Linked DNA regions of Ovis aries: region 1 is linked to region 2. Evidence: chromatin contacts called from public Hi-C data. All regions are on one chromosome and are shown on one strand. The core of a region is the stretch at or near the end of the contact, and the rest is flanking DNA. Distances in the headings are between cores, read along the strand shown. Region 1 holds the start of GFI1 (growth factor independent 1 transcriptional repressor). Region 2 holds the start of BARHL2 (BarH like homeobox 2).

Region 1 (7,332 bases), core at 4,192-6,691, 1.7 Mb before region 2:
GGCTCCAGTTTCATCCACCTCATTAGAACTGATTCAAGTGTATTCTTTTTAATGGCTAAGTAATATTCCATTGTGTATATGTACCACAGCTTTCTTATCCATTCGTCTGCTGATGGACATCTAGGTTGCTTCCATGTCCTGGCTAAATCACAGAATCATTCATAGTAGGGAAAAAGACAAACAACTGTCCAGAAAAATGTTAATAAATAAAATAATAACACATCATTTAAGTGGACAATTATGCAATATGGTCACAGTATACAAAATATACATTATACTTTAAGACTGAGAAACATTCCAAAATATTATTAGTGGTAAAGCTTAGATAATGGGGTATGGAAGTGTGCTTTAATATGTTCTTTTATCAACTTTACAAGTGTTCTGTCATACAGTATTCTGATTTTAGCAAGTTACTCACTTAATGCTGTTTTCTGGGCTTGGAGCAGGAGGTGAGGAAATGTGTCCCCTTTCCTCTACTAATAAAAACTATCAGCTTCATCTCCCCCATCCTTATCACTTCCTAAAGCTCTAACAGGCACATGGCTTTTGGCTCAAGGCTTTTCCTCCCTGTGCTGGATGTGGAATGATTAGCAGGGTTTGGTGGAAAGAGACAAGATGGGAACAGATTTGGTTGAGTTTACAAAAGCTGCTAGTTATCAGAACCTAGGCTTCTTAAACCACTGGTGTCCTTGGGCAGGAAATAGAAACAACTCTAATGTCTGCCTCTGAGAAGTACCAGCCTTTTTCTCTTCTCCACGAGGCCAGTAAGCAGGAGAACTAGAACACCCCAGTGGGTTGCATCTGCCTAACACAAGTCATGCTGTCCTACCAGGGACCTGTCTCTGAGCTGCTATGCAGGCTGGTCTTCTGAGCATCACAGACCGCCTGAGTTTTCCAGGGGTCTCAACTCCCACCTTACTTCTAGGTCAGACATTCTGCGTAGCAGAGCTATGCTTTGTGAGTAGTTTTTTAAAGTTACAATATATAGGCTTTACTGTTTGAAAGTGAAATGTTTCATCTAGGGTAAACACAGGATAAAATGATCACCAAACATCCTGGAGGAAATGATGAAAAACTCAAAAGAAAAATAATATTATATTTTCTCTCTCGCTACATTTTCCATTCACCAACTAAAATATACTTTTTTTCCATAAAAGTTCACGCTGGGTATGTTTCTATGAAGAGTCATTTCATGCAGCCCACACATAAGATGACACTTTATTCAGTCAATCTGTTCTTAGGAACAATGTAAAAATATACGTGGTGAGGTTAACAATTTTCTTATTTGAACTCTGAACACCTAAGCTGACAGCTCCCTCCCTCTTTAGATGTTTGAAATCCTTTATGTAAATGTTTAAATTTTTATAGCTAAGAGAATATATTTTATAATGTGACAAGATTTAAATATATTAGTCCCAAAATGTTTATTAAAGGAAAATAGTGTTTTTCTTTATGTATGCAAAGTTTCTGAATATTAATACAAGATTGGGTCTTACTCATAGCATGTCTTATATTAATTTGTTTATCTCCAAATTTCTTCTACCCATTTCCCAACTTTTGCATACGTTGGTACAAAAGCATTACCCACTTTCCATAAATGATGATAACATCAAATCTTATTCTGACTTACTGTATCATTTGAATGTTATTTTGATAACGATGCTTATAAGGGTGGAAGTGAGACAAATATATTACCTCACAGAATTATCATTCTGCATTTATATCCCTTTAATTCATACAATTTAGAAAAATATATATTTCCATTTAGCTTCACCCACTAAAATAGCTAATCCAAAGACAAAAATTAGATAGTTTTTTAATACCATGAGAACAAAATCATAGCAGTATGACAAGGTGTGGCCACTGTCCAACAAATACTTCTTGTGCATAAAATAAAAACTAGTTCTATGTCTAGTCTTTTATCATGGTCTTACTTTTCCATAGTTGATTTTTAAATCTTTTAACTGTTTGCTATGTATTATGGTTTTTTTTTTATTGGCTTGCGCATTACACAAACCTGTGCATTACCCAAACACTTTTTCTGGTATGTAACAAGAGCCATAAAAAATATTCCTTGTTGGATCCAGAAATTCCACCCCTAGAAAGATATTCTGAAGAAACAATTTTAACTATGGGCAAAGCTATAGTCAGAAAACTTATCACTGCATTATTTAAAATAGTAAAAAATGAAAATAAGCTAAATACTAAGACAGGCATGATTAAGTAAATTATAGTAACCTAGTTGATAGATTTTTTATGTCAATTATCAGTTATCAAAAAAATAATATAAAAGCAAGGAACATGATTGTCATGATTTCTATTTAAATAATCTTATTATAAAATAGTTTTGTTCAAGTAAAGAATTTCTAAAAAAATTAAGAGAAAAGAAGAAATATTATTATCCAGTGGAAAAAACAGAATACATATTTGTATTTGTGATATGATTCCAATCACTTTTTTTAAAAGAAGTAAAGCAAAAATATCAAAATGTTGTCTTCCTATGGTTTCTTCTTTTATGTGTTTATCAATTTTATCTAATATAATTTATAATGAAAATATATTTAAAAAATAAAGCATCACTTATTTTGTAGACAAAATCTCTTGTCTAATTTACAGAGGAGCCCCATGCCTAATTCCATCCTGTGACTTTTTTTTCTTTTCACTCTGTGTATTAAACATTGATTTTACTCTCAGTATCTCTCCCACATCTACTCCTCAGTCAAACGTTCATGGTATTTGATACATGTGAGGCATTTCTTGCTTTAAAGATGGGAAAACTAAGTTCTGAAACAAGTTTTATTCATTTAACATCACCCAAGTAAATCCATAGGATATCCAGAAAGGAAAATAGATACTTGATTCATTTTTACCCCTGACCTTTGCTTTTTTAAAAATCCAAATCTCTGCAAAATCCTGTCACAAAGTTCACTTACTTGAAGTTGAGCAAACTGAATCAGGACATGGAACAAGGAGGTTAAACCCAAGACACCTTCACAGGGAGCATTCTTTCATTCTTGGTACTCAGAGGAATCTGTAAAGAGTGGAAATCAGAGGACTGCTCCATGGTCTTGCAAGGTTGATAGGTATTTGGACTCTGCAGATGAGAAACAGGCTGGGAGAATTGAGCTAAACTGTTCAAGGTAACGGGCTTCCCTGGTGGCTCAGACGGTAAAGCATCTGCCTGCAATGTTCAAGGTAACAGGGCTACTAACTAGCAGAACAGAGATTGATACCACAAATGGCCATCTACAAAAAGCCCAGACTCTTTCCCCTCCTGATAGCATCACTGTGATGATAAAATGATGCAAACGTCACAGAAATGTGTGCTGGAAATGGAGGCATTACCTCTCCTCTGTGGCTTCAGGATCACCCATTTTCCTATGCCTCTCACAAACAGAACCAGAGATGGTAACTGTAAAGTTTTGTGAAAAAAAAAAAAAACTAAACAAGAAACTGGTAATATCCTGTTACCATCTTCTTTCTAAAAATGTCTCAAATCTTTTGTTGTAGGGAAATTCTGATCTATGAGATGGTGCTTGAAATAAATGGGTCACTGGCCAGAGCTCAGAAATGTTTGCCATATGAAGAAGGTCATTTGGCATCTGTAGATATATTATTATTATTTAATAATTATTAGTAAATTACTGACAAAATTAGTATATTTAAAAGTTTTTTTGAGAAAACAAGTGTTTATACAAAATTACACCCCACACCTACATATCCAGTTCCAAAAGAGTGTCTGGGGAGACACATTCTTCCTAGATTTAAAAAAGTGTACCTTTCAAGGGTAGGGGTTGTCTTACTCGCCTCACTCTCCATTTAGTAGTGAATGAGAGGGAATTTGGAATAGTGGGAGTCAGGTTCATTCTATCCTCGTTTCTGGTCCTGGCTCTATGCTGCCCCTTGGCAACTTTCTTATCCTTTCTGGGTGCCCCTCTTCTTACCTTTCTCCTCTGTCCCCCTCTAAGTATGAGAATCATATTCTAACACTGTACACCTGAGAGATGACCGGATCTCGATGGCTGATTATTTTTAATGTGTATTTATTTATTTGAATTAGTAATACATCCACATGGCTCACAACATAGAACATGTAAAGGGGGATTCAGTGCCACTTCCCTTCCCCTGCTCCTTTCTGGGAGCCCCCGTCCCAGTCCCAGTTTTACTTTGCAAACTTAGAGGTTATGAAAGGCAAAAAAGAAAAAGGCAAGATGACTAGATTTCCTCTGAATGAAAGGGGTTTATTCTAAGGTAATTATCTGTTCCCTTCATAGTCTCACCATGCTTTCTGAAACTTTAAACAGCAACACTCAACTAAATTACTAACTAATCACAGTGCCTTTTCAAGAAATTTTGACTTTGAACTTACTAATGTGCAAAGGAAATGGTTCAGCCATTTCTCCAGAACTTGGTTGATAATAAGTTTTCTTTGGTCCCATTTATCATTAAAAGATTTTTTTTTTTTTTTGCTGTTGCATAAAATAGAAGGGAAAAAAGAAAGATGTGTTTTGACTGCTTTAAGATTTTTATGTCTTAGGCAAGGACAAAGTACACAAATAAAAACTTCAAAATGACCGTAATTTCTCTTCAGCTAATTCAATATTTGTAGTCCTTCTGATTACGATTGCTTGCTTCTGCATTTATTTATAAAGAAAGTGTGTTAAGCAAATGAACAGTAGTGTAAGGAAGACAGCTAATCACACAGTTAAGAAGTGTGTATAGTCCCACACCTGTTACATAGTAGGTGTGCAGCCACTGGTGTATAAAACGTCTAAATTATTAAAGCATGCTTGAAGCATGGCAATGGTAACCAAATACTTCCCACAAACCTTTAGATTTACAATGCAAATTAGAAATCACTTAAAAAAATTCTCTAAGGACTTTTTTTCCATGACAACTTTGGATTAGTCTAAAAAATAGTACGTTATTGTGCAGTAACTGAGGAACACCACTCTCTTCTCTGGAGATTTACTGTGCAGAAAGTAGTGATCAAAATTAACTCAATTTATTTAGGAAATCAAGGTAATTATAACGGCTATCAATCCCCCTTAGGAAAGGTTTAGGCTTTAAGTACACACCACAGGCCACACTCTTTGGATCATCACATACAGTCTAGCACTGGAGGTTGTTGTATTTACTTATTTATGGGTGAGGTTTTGATTCTTTCCTCTTCTACAATTAATTAGTTAATTAATACCATTCATTCACTTAGTCCACAGACATTCCCGCCTGGATGTAATGCTGTAGATCCACTGCCTGCCCTCGTGGAACACACAATCGCAGCGAAGACTGACTTTTCAATAATCAGCAGGGTGGTGCTTTTATGGCGCCTTACTGCTCCCCTCCTGTCCAGGTGCCTGGGTTGACCTTAGGCGGCGACGGAGCCCGCGCCTGGGGTACGGCTCTCCCTGGCTTGTCCCGGCAGGGCGGGGTCAGCCGAGCAGCCGCCGTCGCTGCCCCCGCGCGCTCCCTCCCGTGCGGCCTTTAATTTTGCAGCTCCGACCACCGGAAATTAGCCGCTGGCAGAGCGGACCCGGCCCAGCTCAGAGGAGCGCGGCGTGGGGAGGGCGCGCCTGCCAGCCCAGTCGGGCGCCCGCGGGACGCGCCGCCTGCACCCTTTAGGCCGGGGGCTCGGCGCTCGCCCACCTCTTCCAAATTTAACCATTACCTAAATCCGAAGGGAAATGAGCAAACCTCTGGGATTGGGTGTCAAGGTATTTTCAGCCTTGTTGGGCGTATTTATCCCGAAGTGTTTCCACAACAAGCTATTTCGGGTCTGCGGGGCAGGTTTCGCTCTGCGGACGCCGCGGCCACTCACCGGGCTCCAGGCCGGCGGCACCGCGGGCGGGTGATTCACGGCCCGACCCGGGGGCGGCGTAGCCCGAGCAGGCGGCGGGGTTGGGTGTGTGTGTGTGGTGGTTGGGGGTGGGTGGGGGGAGTGTCCCGGCCCAGATGGGCGGGGAAGCCTCCTCGGAGCAGGACGCTACCAGCCCCGGCGCTCCAGTCAATCTGTGTCCTGAATCTGTGACTTCTTCTCGCTGCGGAAGTCTCCCAGGAGCCAAGAATAGTTCTTTTTCTTTCGAGTCATTTCTAGTGCCCGGGTGTTTGGGCCCTCTGGGTCTCCCCATCTCCTACCGTCCCACAGAGGGGAAAAAAAAAGAGAGAGAGAGAGAGCCGCGGGGGAGGGCGCTAGGAAGGCCGGGCCCCTTGTCCACCTCCTATGCACCCTTGCGCAAAGGAGGAGCGCGCCCTGCCGCCCGACTGGGGCTTGGAGGTGGGGAACGGGGGGGCAGGTCTGACAGGGCTAAGCGAGCTACTCCTTAACGCTCAGGAAGTGAAGCTTGTGGTTTTGGGGGCTGAGCTCGGAAGGAGATTTAAAAAAAGAGAGAAAGAGAGACAGCGCGGTCTCTCCCGAAAGCAACTCAGTTTGAAAACTCTCGGAGCGCTGTGCCCGCGCCCTGACCCCTCAGGTAGGTCCGCTGCGCCTCTCTCCCTGGCGGGGGCGGACGCGGGAACTGGCACGGCGCTGGCGCTGCGGGGAAGACCGAGGGCGCTACCGGGTTCCCACACGAGGTCGGCTGCAGCTTGGGAGCCAAAAGTGCTGTATCCTCTTGGTCCCCGCGCGACCCATACGGAGGGGCTGGGGATCTGGCTCAGAGGACGCACGCCAGGCAGTTTGGTGGTGGTTCTGCGAGGGAGCGGGATCCACAGGAAAGGAAACATCTGGTGGGGAGACGGCGGCAGCTGAGCTCTCCAGCTCCCGCCATCCCAGGCCCTGGCTGCGAAGAGTCTCGGCCGGCCCGCGTGCGCCGAGGGGACCGCCCCACCCCTCGGCCGCCAGCTGCTGCGAGAGGTCGCCTTCCCACGCGATCAGCCCTTGGTCCTACTACCGCTCTACCCACTCCACCCTCCCGGGAACGGACGGAGCCTGCCAGGCTGAAAGAGAGGCGCGCGGCTGTGCCCGAGTCGGGAGGTTGCTTGCGTGCCTGCTTGATCCCGCGCTGTTCCAGCCAGTCCAGACTCGGCGGCGGTGGGGGCAGCTCACCCCTGCATCCCCGCCCCACCCCCGTCCCGCTCCGCCCCGAGCCGCAGCAGGGCCCCTCGGGACATTTTCACCCTCGTTTTCCTTTTCCTCCGAGTTTCATAGCTGTTTAAGAAATTAAGTTTTGGCTTTGTGGTGTCTTAAGTAGACAGCCGACGGAGCGGCTCACGCCGGGGCTCAGAGATAACTGAACTGACAGTCGTTCGCCCTAGGGCAGCCGAGCACCCTGAAGCCTCCTGAAGCCCCGATCCTAGGGGCTGGCCCGGACACGGGAGGGCGGCACCCTCACC
Region 2 (6,908 bases), core at 2,752-5,251:
TCCTAAGCAAACAAGCTTCAAATCCTTAAGCAGTTGGAAATATATTGATAGGCTGAAAAAACAAGCAAGCAAGGACGCTTTCAACGTTTCTGTAGCTTTGTAAACGGGGCGAGAGGTCACACTATCGTCAGGGAGTCAACCTTAGGAGGGGAGCTTATTTGTGTATCTTGCATCTTTTATAAAAAGAAACAATAGCAGGCTCTTTCGGTTTGGGGCTCTTGGCGCCGCCCAGTGGAGGGAAGCGCCTTTGCACTCCATTCCCGTCAGCTGGCATTGTCATCAAGTGGATCCTTAGAAACATTCAAATTAAATGCGATAGGAAGAAACATCAGTTCTAACTTCAGTGTAATCTATTGTGCGTTTCTTCAAAGTTCAGTTCTTCTTCTTTTTTTTAATCTTATGCTGCAGTTTAACACAATCCCAAATACCAAATTTTGATTGTAAGAGAGGGCCACTGAGAATGTACTGAGAACTTGTTAAAATATTCGAATGTTTCAATCATTCTCTGTGGTGGGGAGGAAGCATCTTTAGTGGTGCTGAAGACTGATGTGTTCTTCAGGGCCAGTAAGAAAATGTTCTTTATTATTCATAGTTGGCAAAAAAAAAAAAAATTTTTCTCTGAAGGAATTTCAAAAAATCTTTAAAAAATTAAAGAATTCTCTTTATTCCTCTAAGAAAATGAAGACCTGAAAGTGGAAGATCGTTTTCAAACCTATGTCCGTTTAGGGACTCTATTTCTTTGTATGTTTGTATATTTCTTCAACGGGAAACTTGGAGATTAATCCAGTTAATGCAGCTCCTTTTCTATTCGTGGAGACTGGAAATGTGACTTCCTTGCACCCTGTTCTGGGTCTGAAATTTGATTTTCAAAAGAAAAGTTAATTATTCTTGCTCTGCTAAAAAGTGCACGACTTCTTTGGGTATAAACATTATATATACTCTCCGGGAAAAAAGGCAAAAGAGGGGCGTGTTTAAAGAAAAAAGAGCAAAGTTAAAAAAACCCCAGGTCTGAAGAATTTTTTCTTTAAGTTTGCCATCTAGTCTTCGAGTTCCTTTTTGGATATTCAGGCCAGTACTACCTTTTCCTCCCTGGTGGGGACCCCAAGTAGGATCTTGATAAAAACCAAGATCATATTTTCTCCCTCACAGCTGTCCTTCTCCAGACTGATCTCCTAACATCTCCCCCAAAAAAATCTATGATCATAACCTTTTAAGAAAAGCTCATCCGAGACATTCACAAGGTGAGGCCTACTGAGCTTCTGTTTGCTTCCCTTGAGAGTTTTCATAAAAGTGAACACTCCCTTCCCCCCAACACTTCCATCTTCTCCCTTCCTTTCTTTTTAGATTTCATTTTTTCGTCGGGTCATATTTCTGTCTCCCCTGCTAATGTGAATTATTCCAAGCAAAAAATCCTGTCAAACCACCCAACACAAGCTGTGCGATCAGCCTTATGAGCTCTTGAGTCATTTTAGGCGTCGGAACAAAACAAAAACAGGTTTAAATGAATTATTTATCAAGGTAGAGAATAACTGATTTGTGCAATGCCTTCAGTTCAGTATCTTAAATTTGTTTTCACCCCTCCTCACTTCCCACCCAGAAAAAGCCGACAGGGAGGTGCGGCTGGGAGCCCCAGGTCTGGGAGGAAACACACCTCCTTTGGAAAGTTGGTGGGTGATGTCAGAATGAGAAGAACCGGAATTGATATTTGAAGGGAGAGGATAAGTTGCGTCCGCCTGCAGCCTCAGGCGGCCCCAGCGCCCTTCCTACAGAAGCCAATTGTGCCAGGGGCGCAGGGGGCCCGACTTTGTGGGCGGGACACTGCCGCCTCGGATAAGAGAGATGCCCTCTTAAATCCCAGGCCCGTGGTTCCGAGTTCCCCCCCGAGCGAGGCTGAGGCCTGGCCGGCAGGCTCCCAGGAGGGTCTGCTTGGCCAGTGAGCAGTTCCCGCTCCAAAGGCGGCTGGTCCAACCACGCTCCAGGCGTCATTCAGGCAGTTCTCGGCTTCCCCGCCCAGACTGGCGGGACTCCATCCAGCCGGCCCACCACGCACTCCCGAGGGACTCCCCTCACCCGCTCAGGCCGCGGTCCGCCTCTATCTGCTGCTCGCCCCGCGTCCCCGCCTCGGCTCACGAACCATGGTTTCTCCGCCAAACTCCCCTCATCTTCTGAGAGCCGTCTCGATTGTACATCTCCTCCCCTCGGTCTTCCGTCTCTCCCGCTGTTCTCCTTAGAGACATACCCGTAAGAAAACAGCACGAAGACGGTTAAGAAACAGCTCGACACAACCTGGAACTAGCGCGAGCTTTTTTTTTTTTTTTTTCTGGGTCAAACACATCGAATTCCCTAGGAAAACGCAGGAAGGATTAGTCTCCCACCTACCCCCTTCCGGACCGAGGACTCACACAATGTAGTTCCAACAGAAAGGCAGGATCTTGTCCCAGGAGGTCATCTGCCTCCCAGACACCAAACCCACCGGCAAGTCCTCAACACAAAAAAAGCCGGCCCCCGGTAAGAGACCTTCAGAACCGCAACTAAACCCAGATTTCAACCCAGCCCTGGAAGACTTAAAAGGCCATTTTCTACCATCATTCTGCACCTAGTTACGGAAGCTATGCCAGCCACTCAGATTCATAGGGTTCTTAAAATGGTAATTTGGAGTAAAATGTAACTCAGAACTTTGAATCATTCATTAGCACCTTATAATTACTCTGCTAATTAGGTTGACACGGCACTTAATCAGGAGTAATACGCCGTCTTGTCACTGGCACTTCCCATTACTCTGACATTCAACAAGAGACAGGTTGCAGACGTCCTAGAGAAAATAATGCAAGTTGATACCCTCCGACGAGGCGTCACAGTCAAGACACGCTCCAGGTCCCAAATGACTGTTTCCTTTCCAAAAGGGCGGCCGGAGAGGGCGAGGAAGGGCTTGGGGTGGGGGGGGGGGCGGTGTTGGTGGAGAGAGAAGGAGACAGAGACAGACAGAGAAATTGAGACTGAGATCGGCCTGGTGGCGAGGAGGGCATACATGCTGCGGCCCCACCACTCGGTTCCCGAGTCCCAGGCCGGCCTGATAGCACAGTGAACCTTGGCTGCCCTCGGCGCTAGAGAACGCCTCGAGGCATTATTTTCCCCGCTCGGGAGAAAGTGTCTGGCCACCTATTTCTTCCAGCACGGGCCCTGATTGGAGACCAGGCTGGCACCCTGGTTTTGAGCAGCAGGCTACTTGTCTTCCACCCCTACCGAGAGTGCCTGGTGGACGCGGATCCCTCTCCATTTCCCCCTCAGGGACCGGTTGCCCAGCTGGGCCAGATCCGGGACGCCTGGGCTCTTTGGGGGAGAAATCAGAGCTCGGAGTCCGCCCGCCCACCCAGAGCTCCGGCAGCTGGAGTTACACACTTCCCCCTGGGTCCCTCCAGGGAGTCCCTTCCTCTGCTCTCGGTGTCTTTGGACTATTCAAGCGCGTGTTTGAGGAGGTGCGTGGCGGCAGCGCTGGAGTTTAAAGGTAAGCCGACAAGATTCCTTTTCTCTTCCTGTCCTCTTTCCCCTCCCTCTTCGGACTTCTTAACGGCAAATCAGTACTATTTTCTCGCTCTTCTCCCCCCCCCCACCCCCCTTTTCTTTCGCGTTTTCTAAAAACTCCGATTCCCTTCTCTAGTCTCCCTGTGCTCCCTTCCCCTCTCTCCCTTTGCCCTCTCGCGTGATTGTGAACCCGGGGACCATTGTAGGACTAGGTATTTTGGTTGCAGGGAAAGGGATGTGCGGGTTCCGAAAAGAGCAGCGGGGCCAGAGCCGGGATCGCTGACGGGTTCGCGAGTCGAGCGCCCATTGGCTCCCGGCACGTCGGCGTCGCTCGCTCGCGCGGGCGCGGCCAATGGGGGCGCGGGGCCCGGCGCGCGGCCTCGGCGGCGGGGGCGCGGGCCCGGCGAGGCTCGGGGAGCGGCGGCAGTGGCCGTGACGTCACGGGAGGGGGTCGGCGCCGCCCGCTCGCCGCCGGATTACAAGCGAACGCGCCCGGCAGCGGCGGGAGTCGCTCGGCGCTGCGTCTCCGGTACCTCCTCCGCCTGCGCCTGCTCCTTTTTTTCCTTCTCCTCTGTTCCCGCGAACGTCGCGGCAGTGTCTGCTCCACAACTTTCCAAGAAAGTTCAGAAACTCGTCTCCGGGGCGGCCGGGTCGCGCGCGGCAGCTACTTCGGGGAGCCGCCGGGCAGCTCCGAGGGCGCACAGCCGCCCGGGCTTCGCGGTCGCTGCACCTGCCACGTCCGTCGCCGCCGCTGCCGCCTGGTGCCAGGCTGTGGGCAGACCCTGGCGGTGGCGGCAGCGGCGGCGGTGTCGGGTTCACCTCCTGCTGCCTCGTCTCCGTCTGGGTCCCCTGCGCTGCCACCGCCGCCCCACGTGCGCTATCGTTCCTGGAGCGCACGCTCGGTGCTTCCTCAACAATTTTTGTAACTTTCCCCCTCTATCTTCCTTTCTCCCAACTCCCACTTTTTTCATTAGGGTAAAAAAAAAAAAGTGTCGAAAGTGTCCACGGATTGCCACCTCCCAATTATCCTTCCTTTCCTCCCGCCCCACTTTTTTTTTTTTTTTTAAAGCGGCGACAACATTGTTTAGTGTTATTTTGTTTTAACGATCGATAGCTTCCTTTGCTTGGTCGAGGCGGCTGCGGACCGGCGGAGTGGCGTGGACCTCATGTAGAAATGACAACAATGGAAGGGGCCAGCGGGTCGAGTTTTGGAATAGACACGATTTTGTCCAGTGCCAGTTCGGGCAGCCCAGGCATGATGAATGGAGATTTCCGCCCGCTCGGCGAGGCCAGGACCGCGGATTTTAGGAGTCAGGCCACTCCATCCCCCTGTTCGGAGATTGATACCGTAGGAACGGCGCCTTCCTCTCCCATCTCCGTCACCATGGAGCCCCCGGAACCGCATCTGATAGCGGACGGGCCCCAGCATCACCATCACCTGCACCACAGCCAGCAGCCGCCGCCAGCCGCGGCCCCTACGCAAAGTTTGCAGCCTTCGCCCCAGCAGCAGCAGCCGCCGCCGCCGCCAGCGGCCCAGCAGCTGGGCTCGGCCGCCTCAGCCCCCAGGACTTCCACCTCTTCTTTTTTAATTAAGGACATCTTGGGCGACAGCAAACCTCTGGCGGCGTGTGCACCGTACAGCACCAGCGTCTCCTCTCCCCACCACACCCCGAAGCAGGAGAGCAATGCAGCGCACGAGAGCTTCAGGCCAAAGCTCGAGCAGGAGGACAGCAAAACCAAACTGGACAAGCGGGAAGAGTCCCAGAGCGACGTCAAATGTCACGGTGAGTCCCGCCGCCTCGGCTCTCTCGGCCGTTTAGCTTCTCCTCCTCCTGCTCCCCTTCCGTCTCGCGCGAATCTCTGATGGGATCCGAAGGCAATTCTCAGCTTCCAAGGCGATCGGGCCACAGTCAAAAACTGCAAGCGAGAGGGAGGCCGGGGCGTGCGATTTGGGCACTCGTCCCAAGTTCTGTTTATTGTTAACATTTCTACATCCCCAACCCTCACAGCCACCCACCTCCTTCCTTTGTTTTACTTCATTTTAATTTATTAGGAAAGGGTCAGGCGGAGGGGATTTGATGGGAATTTCTTTCATATTTCGTAGTGCCTAGGGGTGTGATCACAACGTGGTGTTTATTTTTTAATGCAAATTATTGCGTTCCTCCCACACATCGTATTTTCTAAACACCCGCACAGGAATTGTCAGATATAGTGAAGGAAAAAATGCCGAGTTGATTAACAGAGCAACTTTAAAAAATTTATTACATAGTGATTAATATAGGGAAGGCCACACGGTAAAAGATTATAATGTTTCAATTTTTAAAAATACCCTTCCTACTCCATAGCCCTAACTAAATATCTGTATTTCAATCAGAGTTTTGGCTCTTAACAAGTAATTGGGAGGTTGCATTTATGAATAAAATTTTATGGAATTAAATGTCTATTTTTGTAAAATCAGAAGATGGCAATTGTCCTTCAACTCCCTTTTTCCATTTTCTCACCAGAAAATTTCGTAAGTGTTCTAGTCTTTGCATGGCAAGAGTTTTAATATCCAAGGCGAGTTCTTTTTTCCCCTTTACTGATAAGTTGATTATTACTAATCTTTGTCATCTCTGGGAAAGATGTGTGCTCTCTGGAAGGTAGGATATTGCCTCTTCATTTTACTATTGTAGCATTAGCATAATAGTGCCCAAAACAGATGTACAGTCTGGTCTGGCGATTTTTTTGTGCACCAACCTCCCCAGTGGGTCAATTAGAGAGATTATTGTTCTTCCTGCAGGGAAGATCAAGGAGCGAAGCAGAAAACGGGTACAAACAGAAAGGGATTGACATATCGATTTCCCAGCATTTCAGTAGAAAACCAAAGTTGACAAATAGAATCCGGAAATCTCTGGGCTGTCACCTGGATGGGCTCAGTGATTCTGAGCTGAACGCAGGGTCTGGGAGACATTCTTTCTGAAGCTTTAAGAGACCCGATGCAAGCAGTTGCAGAGAGCCAACATTTCCCAAGTGCAACTGAAAAAGGAAAACAAATGCCTATAACTTTTAGTAAACAGAAGAAGTAAAATGAAAAAGGTACCTCCTCATCAAAAAAGAAAAGTTGAAAGATCTTTTAAAATCTAATAAATCAGAACATATGAAGTCAGAGAGAAAACAGTAAAGGAAAAGGACAGGGTCTTCCTCAGTCAAGGAAACAATTAGGAAAAGGACCCTTTATCAGAAAGTATTTTTTATTGCCAAAGATGGGAAGATTCAACACTCTTTTGGAAGCCTTTTAGGAGCTCTGCACGAGGGTCCACATTCAATAACTAGCAGTTGGTCCTCTTTCTCCATGCTGACTAGGGCTCAAGTATGTGTATAAGGAAAGTGGCAGAATATAGCCCCCC

The links. Hi-C and Micro-C count contacts between places; a contact is called where the count stands out from the background.
Region 1: a Hi-C map of hypothalamus shows a contact between it and region 2, with 6 times the contacts expected there. The contact joins the promoter of GFI1 here to the promoter of BARHL2 in region 2. A contact is called at or near these places in 2 of 16 Hi-C or Micro-C datasets (hypothalamus and muscle).

Annotation. Positions count from the first base shown.
Region 1 is chr1:69,737,389-69,744,720 of ARS-UI_Ramb_v3.0, reverse strand. GFI1 (growth factor independent 1 transcriptional repressor) reads left to right here and starts at 5,441. Exons shown (of 6, transcript XM_042251018.2): 1 at 5,441-6,470.
Region 2 is chr1:68,084,246-68,091,153 of ARS-UI_Ramb_v3.0, reverse strand. BARHL2 (BarH like homeobox 2) reads left to right here and starts at 4,001. Exons shown (of 4, transcript XM_042250777.2): 1 at 4,001-5,306. The coding sequence starts at 4,697.